Linked DNA regions of Mus musculus: region 2 is linked to region 1. Evidence: chromatin contacts called from public HiChIP or PLAC-seq data. All regions are on one chromosome and are shown on one strand. Each heading gives the region's core, a stretch centred on a gene start, on an enhancer-like site or on the middle of the called end of the contact. The rest is flanking DNA. Distances are from core to core; before and after follow the strand shown. Region 1 overlaps Gm34659 (a long non-coding RNA gene). Region 2 holds the start of Zwint (ZW10 interactor).

Region 1 (7,204 bases), core at 1,100-3,599:
TCTGCTCTCTCTTGCTCTTGCCTTCCTTCTCCTGCTCTGTCCTCTTGTCATCGTCCCCCTCACCCCACATGCTCATGGCTGGCCTCTACTTCCCTTCCCTTCCCTTCCCTTCCCTTCCCTTCCCTTCCCTTCCCTTCCCTTCCCTTCCCTTCCCTTCTCTTCCTCCTCCTCTCTCTCTCTGTCTCCCTTTCTTCACCTCTACTACCCTCTTAACTCCCCTCCCCATGCCATCTATATAAACTCTATTCTATACTATACCATCATGTGACTGGTCCCTCAGGGGGAAGGAATGCCTCAGCATGGGCCAGTGGAGGCACCCCCTTCCCCACACCTCACCACACATCCACCAGAACATACCCCCTCTCTCTTTATCTTTTTATGAACACATCAAGCATGATAGAACATTTATCCTAGGGATTACAGATACCTGACATGTAGAGAAAGAACTCTCATAGACCGAAGTTTTAATTGGTGGGGAAACCAAGAAAAGAGGAGCAGGCAACTGTTGACTGAAGGTCATTTGGGCTGTCTTCTCTGTCTCATATCAAGTTTTCTGCTTGGTCAAGGGTCTGATAATGTGTGTTAGAACGAGGACAGAATTTTCCCATTGAGGACAAAGATAACTGTGACCAGTTTGTCTCTGGCACAGGATGGCATCACCATGTACCCAGGATATGCATTTGTGACCTCTTTTGTGCATAACAGATAAAGGACAGCCATGTTCCACAAGCAGCAAACAAGCAGAGTTTTGGTAATAACAGGTTTGAAATGGGATCAATAAAATCTGTTGTCATTTGTCCCCAAAAGTGTCCCCACTTTCTTTTCACTCAGGCTTCAGTTAAAGCCCACCCCCCTTAAAAGGAATTCAAGGAAGTCACAAATTATTTTTCTCTTCCTCTGAATATCTGGTTCTATTTCTACAAGTAAGGAAATAAGGAAACCACAAATGGCACCCTACATCCAGAATTCAAACAAACAAACCCACCAACCAGAGCTAGAGAGATGGGTTATCATTTAAGAGGTCTGGGTTTCTAGCATCTATATCTGGCTACTTATAACCACCTGTATCTTTAGCTTCTACCCTATTCTGGTCTCCATGGAACCCACTGAGTTGTAGCAAACACACACACACACACACACACACACACACACACACACACACACAGACTTGTAAGCAGATAATTCCCCCATTGAAACCTAAGTATCTTCTTCTGTTGCTTTCTTTTCCATATTTTGTGTTTTTTTTTTTTTTTTTTTTTTTTTTTGGTTTTTTGGTTTTTTGGTTTTTGGTTTTGTTTTGTTTTTCTTGATCTGGGTTTTCAAGTTTTTGTTCCAGAGGGGAACTTCCACATCTGCACAAACCTCACCTTTAATCATAAGAAACCATTTCACAGTCTGTGGACAGGAGCTCCTCCCTTGGCTCAAAGCCCCTGAGCACAAATCAGTCTTCAGAGATATTTTCAGTATAGATCCTAGTACCACGTGACCTGGGGCCAAAGAAACTACTTTGCATTTTCTGCTCAGATTGATTGATTTCATCTGATGCCAGATCTATCTGTAAATACATAGGCGGTTTTCAAAATATTTATGTGAAGGAGAGTATCGTGAATAATTTGGAAATCACATTTTTTATGTTTACTTGTTAATTTTTATGGGTCTGGTAATTGCTGCTAATGTCTTTTTTTTTTGTCCATGTTGTAATATAGAAGTTTATTGTTGCATTAGTAAATCAATAAAATAATATACAATTTAAACTATGAAAACCATGAACAGCCATCTGTTTACTGGCGTGATTTAGAATGAAAAGTCAATTGCTGTGTTTGTGGTTCTGTGTGTGTGTGTGTGTGTGTGTGTGTGTGTGTGTGTGTGTGTGTGTGTACAAGCTAGGCCTGATAGTGTAGACTAATGAGACCTGGCACATAGAAGACTGAGACAGGAGGATCATGAGTTCAAGGTCAATCTTCCCAACTTAGTGAGACCCTGTATCAAAATGAAAAGGTAAAAAGAAAGGTGCTTTTCCGTTGTTGTTATTGTTGTTGTTGTTGTTGTTGTTGTGGTTGATCTTGCTTAAAGTGGCTCGGGGATAGAGCACAAGCCTACAAAGACCCTAGATTCAAAGCCACTATCACTGAAAACAAGAAAGCTAATGTAAGCTAACTCAGGAATGAAGCTTTAGAGAAAATACTGAGAGAGGTTTACATCTCCACCAGTATTGCCCTTCAGACTCTCAGTAAACATCTTTGATCACAGCTTCCGTCTTCCTGTGTTCTTTCAAATAGCAAAGGAAATTGCACTGAGGCTAAAAGGGCCCATCCATTGACAAGATGCCTCACTCGTAAACAGGAAGTGAATGAGTAATGTGTGTGACTCAGCAGACAGAGCTGAACAAGAGCTTTAGGGTACCAGTTACAGAAACACTGTGAAACTTCAGGAATCAAAATAGAAATAGATCAGTGTATTCTTTTCTTTTTTCTTTTTTTGGTTTTGTTTGTTTTTTTATTTATTTATTTTTTCTGTTTTGTTTTGAAGACAGGGTCTCATGTAGCCTAGGCTTGTCTTTAATGACAGGCATATGCTACCATGTCCAACTTCAGGATAAATCCTTAGAAAAAAAATTATGACAGAGAAATTTAGTTGTAATTCAATATTGGTGCTTAGTTAAAATGATCATTTTTTCCTCTTGGGAAAAATGACTTATCTCTTAATTCCATACATAAAGCAAGAAAGCATGGCAAACACATATGATATTTTAGGCTTTTGTGGATGAAGAATTTACATATGAACATCTTTCTGTTTTTACAGATGCTAAACTTCCTCTCACCAAATGCCTTTGCACATACTGTTATTAGAAGCTTTGGGGCCATTACATCACATGGTTACCTCCTATGCTACTTGGCTTACACAATTCTCCTAGAGGTTAACCTTTCGCTTTTACTGTAGCAGTTGCTTAGGGAACTGACTTTGTGTTGTCTGTGGATAGGAGAATGATTCCCCTTAGACAATAAGAAACCAAGGCAACACTGAACCGCAGTCTATGTTCCTTTCCTGTAACAACTACAACCAATTATGTTAGGTACACTTCTTATTGCTGGGACAAAATACCCAAAGAGAGAAACAAAGGGAGCAAAGGGTTTATTTTATCTCGTGGAGAGCACAGTCGGAGTCCAGCATGGACTGGGAAGACATGGTGACAGGAACATGAGGTCACATTCTGCTTACTCTCAGAAGTAGAAGATGCTAGTACTTGGTTTGTTTGCTCCTTTTGAGAAATATGTCATCACCACCACCATCATCACCATCATAATCATCACTATCACCACCATCACCATCACCCAGTATTCTTTCCACTTAATTAACCCAAGCAAGAGATTAGAGATGACTCAAAGGACTGCTCCAAGTTGCATCATAGGTGATCCTACATGCTGTGGAGTAGACAACATTAATGCTCACTCTAACTGAAGTCTTAGGTCTCCCCTAATGATACAAATCATGGTCCAGGAGGAAGCATGTCACTCTCACAAGGACTCCTCATTTATACATAACCTAGAACCTGAGGAATATATGTGGTAACTGATATAGATTGTTTTGTATGGGAAAATAGAAGGGCCTCACAGTTGGGTAAGGCTAAACTTGTTGATGTGCATGCAGCAAGAAGCAGAGATTTTGCCATAACTGTTGCAGCTCAGGGAAGTGAAAAGGCAGCGCCTTGCTTTGCCTTGTCAGTCAGCTTAAAAGAAGAGGTGACCCACAACGAGCAAGATGATCAAGCCGGGTCTGTTTTGATTTCATGTGGCACAAGAGGTAGATAGGAAGGCATAAGTTGATTGGTGTCCGAGTGGCCTGTCATGTAAGACTACACTCACTCTTGCAGGAGGGGGGGAATCCTGTTACAACTTTCACCATGGTTACTGAAAGGTTAGGAATAAAGAGAGCGATCCAAGAAAGAAGTCCCTCTTCTTTATCTCCAGATGTTGCCTTCTGACCTGAGTGTAACATGTAAACTGTAGAAGACATATTCAGAGCATAGCCATCAGTGAAATCCTTTTTGTGAAAATAATTTGTATGTTTTAAGATGTTGATCTTTTTGCCCACCTGCATGTGCTGGCCTTGTGTAGTAAAGTGAAATAACTTCCAAGAATGAACCGGGTGGTTCAGTACAGTGGCTTTTAACCCCAAACCACTGCTAGAAAAGTATGGTAGAAAGGTGACAGCAAAGATGCGCTTGTACAATTATACGACTGGGTTTCAGAAAGATTGAGTAACAGAAAATCCCCCGAGACTGGGGAAATGTGCGATATACTGGAAGATGTAGTCAAAAGGACAGCCCAGCATAGCTCAGGGTAACCGTACAACAGCCTTCTCCATAGTGCCAAGGTAGAGAAGCTCTTATTGTTGAAACATGTTGCCTCTTGGACTTTATCTAACAGACTGAATCACAGTATGACTTTAAAGATAATTGGATATTGTATTGGTTAATTTTCTGTTGATGCGATAGACAGCCAGTGAAACAGCCACTTAAAGGAAGAAAGGGTTTGATTTGGCTCCCATCTTCAGAGAATATAGTACATCTTGGTGCAAAGGCATAGGAAAAGGTAGGCAGGTGGAGTGGTAGGGGCAGGAAGTTGGTTCCTCACATTTGCACCCGCACACAGGAAGCCGAGAGATGGATTACTAAATGGACTAGTGACGTACTTCCTCAAGCAAGGCTCTGCTCCTTAAAGTTTCCGCTGTAGGAATGTAACGCTTTAAAAACTTGCAGCAAGAAGATATTCCAACTGGACTCCTGAACTTCTTCGTGTATCTATCAAATCGAGCACATTGCTCAAATATAATGGGCTGCTAAGTTTTATCAAAATAAAATGATGGTGTAACAGATACAGCTAAGAAATCCAGAGTGCTGTCAATGGACCTGAGCAGCACTAGCGCCTCAGTTTTAAAAGCCAGTATTTTCCCAGTGGGTTTTTAGTGCATCTGTGGGATTCCCTTATCCCCTGTTCATGGCTCTACCACTCCATCACCTAAATCCTGACAGTGTGAGGCATGCCAGCTTTGTGCTCTCCAAGAGCAGTTAGCTTGCCTTGTTATTTTCATACATGCAAAGAAACAGGGAGCTTTGATTATGGAGCCATATTTATAATGCTACACTGACTACAAGGTGTTAGACAGAGCGTCTTTAGGTCTTGTGGGTTCATGTATGATGTCATCTAGGGTTTGAACCATCAAAAATCAGGAAGAAGAAAAAAAAAAAGATTGTAGTCTCCGGTCTCAAACATCAGTCCCAACCTCTGACTATTACACATTTGTGTGGTTTCCATACAGCATTGTTCTGTTTTCAGTAATGTATGCCAGAGAGGTGGGGGAGAAATTTTGGGAAATAAGATTTTTAGCACTAGAAATTTAGAAACCCAAGCAACCTTCATTAGTGATTCTAACTGGGTATTTTTGATAGAACTGGGCTTTAACCATCATCTTATTTTAATTATATCCATCTTCATAATGCAGTTTTCAAGAGCAATTTACTCTGTAAGCAGTCAGCTAGTCAATACTTCTACCTATCATCTATAATCTGTCATCTATTACTTTGTCATCAATTTGTATTTTATATCTATTACCTCTTGTCTGTTATCTCTCAGTATATATCTACAAATTCATGCATAGGAATGTACACATATATGTTTGAAACTACCTATAAATCTATTGATCAATTTTAAAGCTTTTATATGTATATTTTAATTTTTGAAAATTGTTTGATTTATTTACATTCCAAATGTTGCCCCCATTCCAGTCCCCTCTCCAAGAGTTCTTCACCACATCCCCCTCCTCTTTACCTCTAAGAGGGTATGCCTCTCCCATCCTCCATGCCTTTTACCCACCCATTCATCCCCCCACCCAACCCCCCCCCCACCCCAACATCAACTCTCCAGCATCCCCTTTACTTGGGCCATCAAGTGTCTGTGTGAAAGGTGCATCATTTCTCACTGAGGCCAGACAAAGGCAGTGCTCTTTTACATATATGCCAAGGGACTTACCAGACTTGGTTGGTAGCTCAGTCTCTGGGTGTCCAGAGAAGAGGGGAGAGGGTTACTTTCTTTTATTTTTTTATATATTTTTTTTATTTTGACAATAGTTGAGCAGAATCAAGAAAAAAATTACAACATATATTGTTTTTAAAAAACAGCAGTGTTAAGAGGCCATTCACTAATAGAAAAACCAAATCTAGGAACCAAGTCTCCTACTTGAGATTAGTAGCTGCAGAAATGAGTTATTTCTGAAGTACATAGACTATTCATGTGTGTGTGTATGGGGGGGGGGGGTAAGCAATGGAATTGAGCACTTTCTTCCATTTCGACCTTGCTATAACTGATATTCCATGAACTCAAGTGGAATTTGGCTTTCCCTCGAGAACGACCCACCTTCCATTGCTGCTGCTTCAGGTAGTAAAGAGGCAGGAAGAATTAGAGAAGCATAGGTTCAGCTGTGGGAGGGAAGCAGCTTAATGGAAGGGAGAGAGTTCACATCTGTAATGTCAAGAATCACAGAAAATGAAGGTGTAGGCCATTGGCTGGCTGGAGCCATGAGTGCTGAGGGGCTGTCTGGAGGGAACGCAGTTTATTAGAGTAAACTTTCGACAAAAGGTGACCTTTATTTGATTTTCTTCCTCAAACTAATCACAACCTCAAGGCAAGTTTTTATGACCTTGACTCAGAGGTATGACCTGTGGTGTAATTATGTTCAGGTGTTGCAATGGTGGCCCAGTGCCAGTGATCTTTAAGGGTTGTGTAAGTACCCAGCCTGCTTTTATTCAAGAGAATTTTTCTTGTATATACATTTTATTATTTTTATTAATCATTGTATTCATTTACATTTCAAATGATATTCCCCTTCTTGGTTACCCCTCCACAAATTCCCCATCCTAAACCCCCTCCCCGCCCCTCCCCTTTGCCTCTATGAGGGTGCTACTCCACCCACTCACCCACTCCTGCTTCAAGGACCTACTCACACACTTGGGCTTAGATTTTTCAAAACCTACTTTCATAAGGGTTCTCAAATGCTTTGACAACCGCCTTCTAGTCCACTGTCCAAAGGTAGGGGAGAAAAAATGCTAAATAAGACAAGGGGATGTGGACCTCTTTAGAAGTACTTCTTGGGAGCAATTCCAACCTCCATTTGTCAGGATGCCAACCATCCATTTCAAAAGTGTCAC
Region 2 (7,533 bases), core at 3,939-6,438, 34 kb before region 1:
TGTAGAAGGAATACAACTTTTAAAAATTAAAAAAAAATATTTAAAAAGGTAACTGATCGGACTGCTCCTTTAGAATAACCCAACAGTGTGGACGTTAAAGAGACAAGGCTGAGAATATTCTAGAATTGTTGATAAAAGCATATTCTCAACTATTTACAACATAATAAAACGATAGAATGGAAAAAGGGATTGTGAGCAGCCAGGGAGAGTAGGAACCTATGGGTAAGATCTGGCAGTCTACTGTATAGCGCAGGCACCAGGACAAGTTGGTTTACTGTACTCTAAAACCTGCTGAGTGCATCTTTCATAGTCTCAGTGCAGGAAAGTATGTGAAGAAACACATTATTATGCTTAATTTAATCATTTCATAGCATATTCAAGCATCAAAACATGTTGTATACCTTAATACTATATATATCCTGTTTTTCTATTTTACTTTCATAAAGCTAGAAAACAGAAAAGTATACCACAGAAAGAGCTGTGAAGTGTATCGCTGATTCCTCAGAGGAAACAATGAGAGTCAGAAACGCACCTTGAGGATGAAACAAAAGTCTTTTCATACTATAAAGTCTTTTGTGCTCTGGCGATTTGAATGGGAATGGGCCCCAATGGCTCACATGTTTGAATGTTTGGTCTCTAGTTGGTGGCACTGTTTTGGAAGGATTAGGTGTGGCCCTCTGGAGGTGTGACACTGTGGGTAGGGTATGAGGTTTCAAAGCCCAGGCTAGTTGCCCCAGTCTCTCCTCTCTCTGCCCGCTGCAATGTGGGCTAGATGTAAGCCCTCATTATTGCTCCAGTGCCATGCCTGCCTGCCTGCTTGCTCTCGTTCTCCCTGGCGTACACAATGTGCATGAACTCACCCTCTGAAACCTTACCAAGCCTTATGTTACATGCTTTTTTGTTTTATAAGTTGCTTTGATCATGGAGTCTCTTTACACCAATAGAAAAGTAATAAAGACTAATTTCTAAAGGAAATTATGAAACATTTCCTTATGATGAAGTTACTGTATAGGAAAGCAATGCAATGTAAAATCAAGAGAGGGGAAATTCAAAATCCACATGCAGATATGAATATAGCATTGAATGGCTACAATTTTAATACGTGAGAATATAAAGGATAGAAGTAGTAGAATGAACAACTGTATTAGCTAAAGGTAGGGTGCTGTATCGATGGTAATGCGTTCCAGGGTTCATTCTGTGCTTAAGAAAAGGCTCAATGTCCTTCACATATAACTTTAGGCTAATAATAGCTGAACTTACAGAGAAGACCTTCTTAGGAATGAAAAGGATGAAAGAAATACCAACCAAACAACACATTAAAGCGAAGGCACTAAGAATACCAAAACATAGAAATTACAGTAAAATGGCACAAACATCAAATCCTTTTCATTACAGAACTGAGAACTATGAAATCTTAAAGATTCCTTAAAGTATTACTGAACCCAATCTGTAAACAGTGGCCCTAAACATGCATACAACTGACAGACATAAGGACTAAGTAAGACTAAAACTCAAGGTTGAAATCAAGGCAAAGGTAAGCAAGGGAACTGCAGAGGTTATATTAATATTAAAATGCTGTATTTCTAGTCAAAGGCATTTCTGTGGACATAAAGTGGCCAACAGAACCATGAGTACATTAAGGGCCACAGCTGAAAACTTGAACCCACTTCTCTCAGACCTCAACAAAACAAGTACATTAAAGACATAAGTAGAAAAAAGGAACAATCACAATCCAAAGGAAAATAAATGTCACACAATTCTAAAATAAGAAATGTTTAACAAAGACTACATTGAGGCTACAACTATTTTCCCTGTCTAATCAAAAATAGCAATTATTACAAATGACATTCTCTAAAAATACATGGTTCTGGCAGGCTTTGCCCTCTCCGCTCCCTTCCCTCTGCCTTGCTAAAAAAAAAAAAACAAAAAAAAAAACAAAAACAAAAAAACAAAAAACATTAAACTACATTAAAAAACATTAAAGCTAGCCACTGGAGGTCTATTCCCTTATTTGGCCACTTCCTCCTCCTGAGGCTGGTGCACAAGATCCAGCCATCAAAGTATTCAAGTCCAGCAATCAAAGGCTCCCTTTGGCTTATCTAATTAAGATACCCAATCAAAATATACAACCCCCACCCCCACCCCCACATCCTAACCCATTTTAACCCAAACCAACCCCTCACTTTTCTCTTCTTAAAAACTATACCTGTGAGGTCATTTGCTGCTGTTTTCCTGCCTGTGTCAGAAAGCAGACACTAACTTTTCTTCCCTGCTTAATAAAGAATCTCTGTGACAACACGTGCTTGAGTATGGTTTGTACCTAATCTGGGGTCTGAAAATCTTAACCATCCTGTTCTTTCCACTTTTTCAGTTCCTCGGATCTAGAGTTCAGAGGGCGAGGATTTCCGTCTTGGCAGCTCAAGCACATCACATTCTGAGTTGGCTTCTGTCCGCTGCAGGATCTTGTGCATACAGCTATCACCCAGAGAGCTATCAATGGAGGGTGTCCGCCCGCAGGGAGTAAGATCAAGTTCCCAGCTCCTCTTTCAATCTTGTCAAGTGGACACTGATCTCTCCCCACAGTTGCCCTGTTCTTCTCTGCTTGGGGACGAGGGGAGGGTGGTTACTCAACTGACAGGGCTTACCTTTAAGGAGATTTGGATTTGGCTGTAAGGGCTCGCCCTTTCACATCTTTGTCCTCAGCCTTGCCCTCAGAGATGACCAGCTTATTCTGCAGCGAACACAGCAGCTGGAGGTAGCTCTGGTTCCTAGAGGGACAGAGTTTGTGGGAAGTGACAGGAGTCTTGGGTACACTGCCTGAGGCTTCAACCCAGGATTCAAACCTCACCTCTGCAGCTTCTCCTGTTCCTGCCCCGCTTGCTGCTTCAAGGTTTCCAGTTCCTGATGGGATCCGTCAAGCTTCTCCAGAGCCCTCTTCCGGCGCCTCTTGACCTCTGCAGAAATCTTTGTCAGGTTCTGCAAACGCTTCTGAAGGGGTGAGAATGCAGGGCCGTGACTCACCTCATGCTCCTCTTCTCAGCGCCTGCCATATCTCCCATCTCCCCTGCTTAGCCAGAGCTTGAGGCTCAGACTCACTGACAGGCAGAGATACCTTGTCACTTCAAGACAGAGAAGAGCCTAGAGAGAAGTCAGAGCCCACCTGTTGCAGTACCCACTGCTTCTGAGCCAGCTGAAGTTTCTCCTCAAGGACTCGCTTCTGCAGGGAGAGAAAGGACATTCCTTCTTAGGGTTGATTTGAGGAGAGAGCATCGAGGTCCAACCCAGCTTCCCCTCCCCTTCCTCCAGTCCTGCATCCCCTCAGGTTCTCTAGGTATACCTTAGCCTCGAGTTGCTCAAAAGCCTTCTGAAGCTCTGTGTACTTCCTGTGAGCCTCTTTAACCTGGGGTAAGGCCTCAGACAGGGCACATTTTATGACATCCACGTGATCCATGTATGTGGCCTTCATGTCCTTCCACTGCTCCTTAGTTTCAGTTGCCTTTTGCCCTAAGGTGGGCCACAAAGAACAAGAACACGAGTGAGTCATGCCTGCAGCCAGCCTTCTAGAGCTCTCGTTCACAGCCTTCCTTCCCATGAGGCAGACACAGGCATGGCTCACATCTTCCCGCTTCAACCATTCAGCCCACACCCTACCTACAACCCAAGCCTACTCACGACTGGCATCTTCAGAAGCCAGAGCATCAGGGCTCTGCTCAGTGTCCTCCTGAGCCAGAAAAGTCTGTAAGAAGTTCACTACTTGAAGCTGGCTACAGAGCAGTTTGTCTTTCTTCCGCGAGTTCTGTTTACCGTGGGGACAGAAGCAGGGATTAGTCTTCCCTTCTGATACTAGAGACCAGCCATTTTGTTCTTCCCCATTGCTGCCCACTATTTCAAGAGGCTATCCCAGGACCAGCCCCGCCCCCTGTCTTCTGAAACGCTGGGTCCCACTTTGCACATACATACCCTCATAAACTCCTCCATGATCTTGGCAGGCAGCTCTGCTTCTTCCTGCAAGCCTACAGGTTCTAGAATGGCTGCTGCCTCAGCCAGAACCCTGTAAGGCATGAGTGAGATTGTGCTATGGTACCACACGAGCTCGAAGGAACATATGCAGTGGCATCTATGTCAGGAGGGTGCCAATGCTCAGAGGCTACCCAAGGGTCTTAAGGGACTTTAGGCTGAGATCAGAAACACCATGTACCTGGACAACATACAGTAGCAACTAAGCGCCATGAGGAAATCACCTGAAATACTGGAGGATAGGGACTGTGCAGACATGACTACATGTTTAAATAGGGGGGGTCACAATGGGTAAAAACTCGATGAATCCGTCTGAAAGCAGCAGGGGCATATATACAGAAACAGAGAAAAGCCAAAGTTCAGGCAAGCCTTGGAAGACATGCTAGTAATGGCTGATCTCAGAACGTATGATGTGTAACCCACCCAGCCTTTCCAGATTGGCTGGAACAATCCACTAGAGGACAGAGATACAGATAAAAAAATACTAAAGAAGAAGGTTGTGACAGAAGGTCCTAGAATGGTAAAGGGTTGGTTACGACATCTGTAATGGAGCTGGCTTTTTTAGAATACTACGCCACAGGGCTCAGGGTGGGTGAGGTAATGTCCCTCAAAGGCAGCATCCGACATAAGGTGACCTACGTCAGCCATCCAGATGTATCACTCCGCATACAGAAAGAAGTCCCTGCTTAGTCATACCCCTGCAGCAGAATGCCACAAAGACCCTAATAGGCATCATTCCAAAAAAGAGACGTTGTCACACAGTCAAATTCTGCACTCCTGAATTGAGGCGACATCAACCCTCAAAGGCCACACTCATGGAGTAGGATGACAGTCTTTTCGGGCTGCATTATCTTTTCTAATTGAAACTGCTCCTCGGGGCCTACACTCCAGAATCCAGGTGACATCGTCTCTTAGGGCCCGCACTCCTCAGCTAGGGTGACAAGATCCCTCAGAAGTCGCACTCCTGAACTAGGGCGCCACTGTCCCTCCGCCGCCACTGCCCGAGCCGCCGCCCCAGGCCCTCGCCTTCCACACTCACTCTTTCGTCGCAACAGCGTTGTTTTTCTCCGCAACAGCGTTTTTCTCCGCGTCCGCCATCGTTCTGTCGCTCACCACGCCTTTGGATTCTCCTGGACTGCCCGCCTAGGTCGAGATTGGTTTCTGGGTAAGTGGGCAGGACTTTAAATGACGTCACCTCTTTTCATTGGCCGGAGTCGATTCCGGTCCCGCCCCCGTACGCAAGCGTAGGCGGTTTTTCGGTTCTGGGGGCTGGCTGGAGGTTCTGAGCCTGCGCAGTAGGAAGCACTGATAGCTGAAGGCCAGACAGTGAGAAAGCAAAATTTGGTGGGTGCAGACACCGGAAAAAGGCTATTATCTGTTCCAGTAGTCACGCTTTCCTATTAAATGTACTGCTGCGGAAGAAAGGAGGTGGGCCTCTCCTCCACGACGCTGAAGAATACTGATCTTATAAGTAAATACTATATGAGTTCAAAACATTGTGCTTTTAAAGACCTTAATCAGAGATCCCAGTTGGGTCTCTTGTGTGGACAAGTCCCAGCTGAAACTGAGGGTGGGCGTTGGTCGCCAGAGTGCAGGAGGGAGAGAAAGAAGGCTGCACCTAGAGAACCCAGAGCCAGCAGCTTTCTGAAATACTCTGCTGAATCCTGAGCTGTATCTGAGGAAATTTCCTGAAGGGAATTTTAAAGATGCTTTGGAGATTAAAGCAGAGTCGATATTAGATACCATTTTCACAGATTGGTATTGAAGAATGCCTACTCAATGGTGAGCAGATACACCACTGAGAAGTGTCGCCTTGCGACTGGCAATAAATAACCCTACCTACGTTGAGCACTGCTGTGGCACCATCTAACAGATTAAAGGAATGAGGCCTTAACAATCCCTTAAATGTGAGACCAACTAGACTGCAATAATGAAGATGAGGTTACAAAAAAAAAAAAAAAAAAAAAAAAATCACCAAGCAGTAGGTTCGGCTTACAATTCCTGATCTTTGCTTAGTCATTCCCAGGCATGACTAAAAGAAAATTCATTATTAGATGAATAAGTCACTGTTTAGAACAGAAATGGATGTTAAGACATCAGACAAGCAGAACATCTTTGTGTTCCAGAGAAGGAGTAAACAGAAACCAAGATGTGCTACAGATGTGGGCAAGAGGAACTCTCATGTTACTGCTGGGTGTGTTTTGAAAACAATGTTTCCTCAAAGGGTTAAACATAGAATTACTGGATGATCTATAATTTTCCAAGTATAATTACAAAGGAAATTAACATATAAACACAAAAATGCACACAACACACGAAATCTGTAAGAGCCAAAAGTAGAACAAACCTGTCATGACACAAGGAATGAGAAGAACTACTGTAAATGGAATACAAATTTATAATAACCAAAAATGGGGTATTATTGTATGGGAATCTAGCAATGAACCTTGAAAAAATGAAGCCAGGTAAACAAAATTGCAGATTTGATTCTTTCTTTCTTTCTTTCTTTCTTTCTTTCTTTCTTTCTTTCTTTTTCTTTTTTCTATCTTTCTTTCCTTTTTTTTTTTTTTCCTTGTGTTTTTCCAGACAGGGTTTCTCTGTATAGTTCTGGCTGTCCTGGAACTCACTCTGTAGACCAGGCTGGCCTCAAACTCAGAAATCTGCCTGCTTCTGTCTCCCAAGCACTGGGATTAAAGGCGTGCACCACCACTGCCCGGCCTGATTATTTCTTTTATGTAAAATATACAAATAAGGCAAATCAATGAAAGCAGAGAGTGAATTAATACTTGACCAATAGATAGGAGAGGGAAGAGAAAGTAAGGTAAGGAGAAATCATTGAGAGGAACTGGAAAGGCATAGTGTCTTTTAAAGGGTTTAATAGAAATATTCTAAAATTAGATTACGGTGAATGTTGAACAAGATATATAAAAGGTTATTTTTATGCTAGAAACAAATGTCATAAAGCTGTTACTTATAGATGTGACACTAGACAAAGACCCGCCAACCTTATCAAGATGGACATTGTAATATGTGAAATTTGATGGCCTCGGTGGCAGATTAAACATGGAAATCAAATTAATAAGCTTTAAAGCATAGGAACCACGCAAAATGAGCATCTTTTTAAACAAATGAAACAACTTGGGTCCAACACTAGTAAACTGAGACACAAGTTCTTACAGCTTAATATCCTTTTAAATAAAGATCCTGAGTGCAAGACAATGAGGTAAGAAAAAAAAAAAAAAGCAAAGAAACAATGCAAAGACTCACAACAACCCCCACATGGAAATTTAATTATAAATCCAAAACTACCAAAACACCTCAAATCATTTTGTTGCGATTTCAACAACATTTTGTTGGATTTTGCAACTGTCATGGATCATAATGTAAATATTCGTGGTTTCGATTAATCTTAGGCGATCTCCATGAAGGGGGTCATTTTGAAACCCCTGAAAGAGTTGTGAGCCCCACAGGTTGAGAACCACTGCCCTAACACAAGAACCATGAATGAAATGGTCA

The links. HiChIP or PLAC-seq counts read pairs in DNA pulled down with a chosen protein or histone mark.
Region 2: a contact with region 1 is called in a CTCF HiChIP or PLAC-seq map of the NIH/3T3 cell line, with 18 read pairs. The contact joins the promoter of Zwint here to the enhancer-like site in region 1. A contact is called at or near these places in 2 of 39 promoter capture datasets (the 3T3-L1 cell line and macrophages), 1 of 15 datasets of contacts at CTCF or cohesin (the NIH/3T3 cell line), 7 of 484 Hi-C or Micro-C datasets (Th17 cells, Th2 cells, cortical neurons and 3 more), 6 of 115 datasets of contacts at active chromatin or transcription factors (effector CD8 T cells, embryonic stem cells, epiblast stem cells and 2 more) and 2 of 9 other capture datasets (adipose tissue and pancreatic islet).

Annotation. Positions count from the first base shown.
Region 1 is chr10:72,615,851-72,623,054 of GRCm38.p6, reverse strand. Gm34659 (a long non-coding RNA gene) reads left to right here. Exons shown (of 3, transcript XR_871824.2): 3 at 1-227. Among named protein-coding and RNA genes, the nearest start is that of Gm34659, 24 kb to the left of the region's middle. Within about 2 kb of position 2,349, at least 47 of the 459 cell types and tissues checked have an H3K27ac peak or open chromatin away from gene starts, as enhancers often do. A contact at or near this core is called in the NIH/3T3 cell line, Th2 cells, epiblast stem cells and 1 more, where this site is marked.
Region 2 is chr10:72,652,501-72,660,033 of GRCm38.p6, reverse strand. It overlaps Zwint (ZW10 interactor), which reads right to left and starts at 5,188. Exons shown (of 8, transcript NM_001293683.1): 1 at 5,057-5,188; 2 at 3,961-4,051; 3 at 3,673-3,796; 4 at 3,338-3,504; 5 at 3,161-3,217; 6 at 2,849-2,988; 7 at 2,646-2,768. The coding sequence starts at 5,115. The coding sequence ends at 2,648.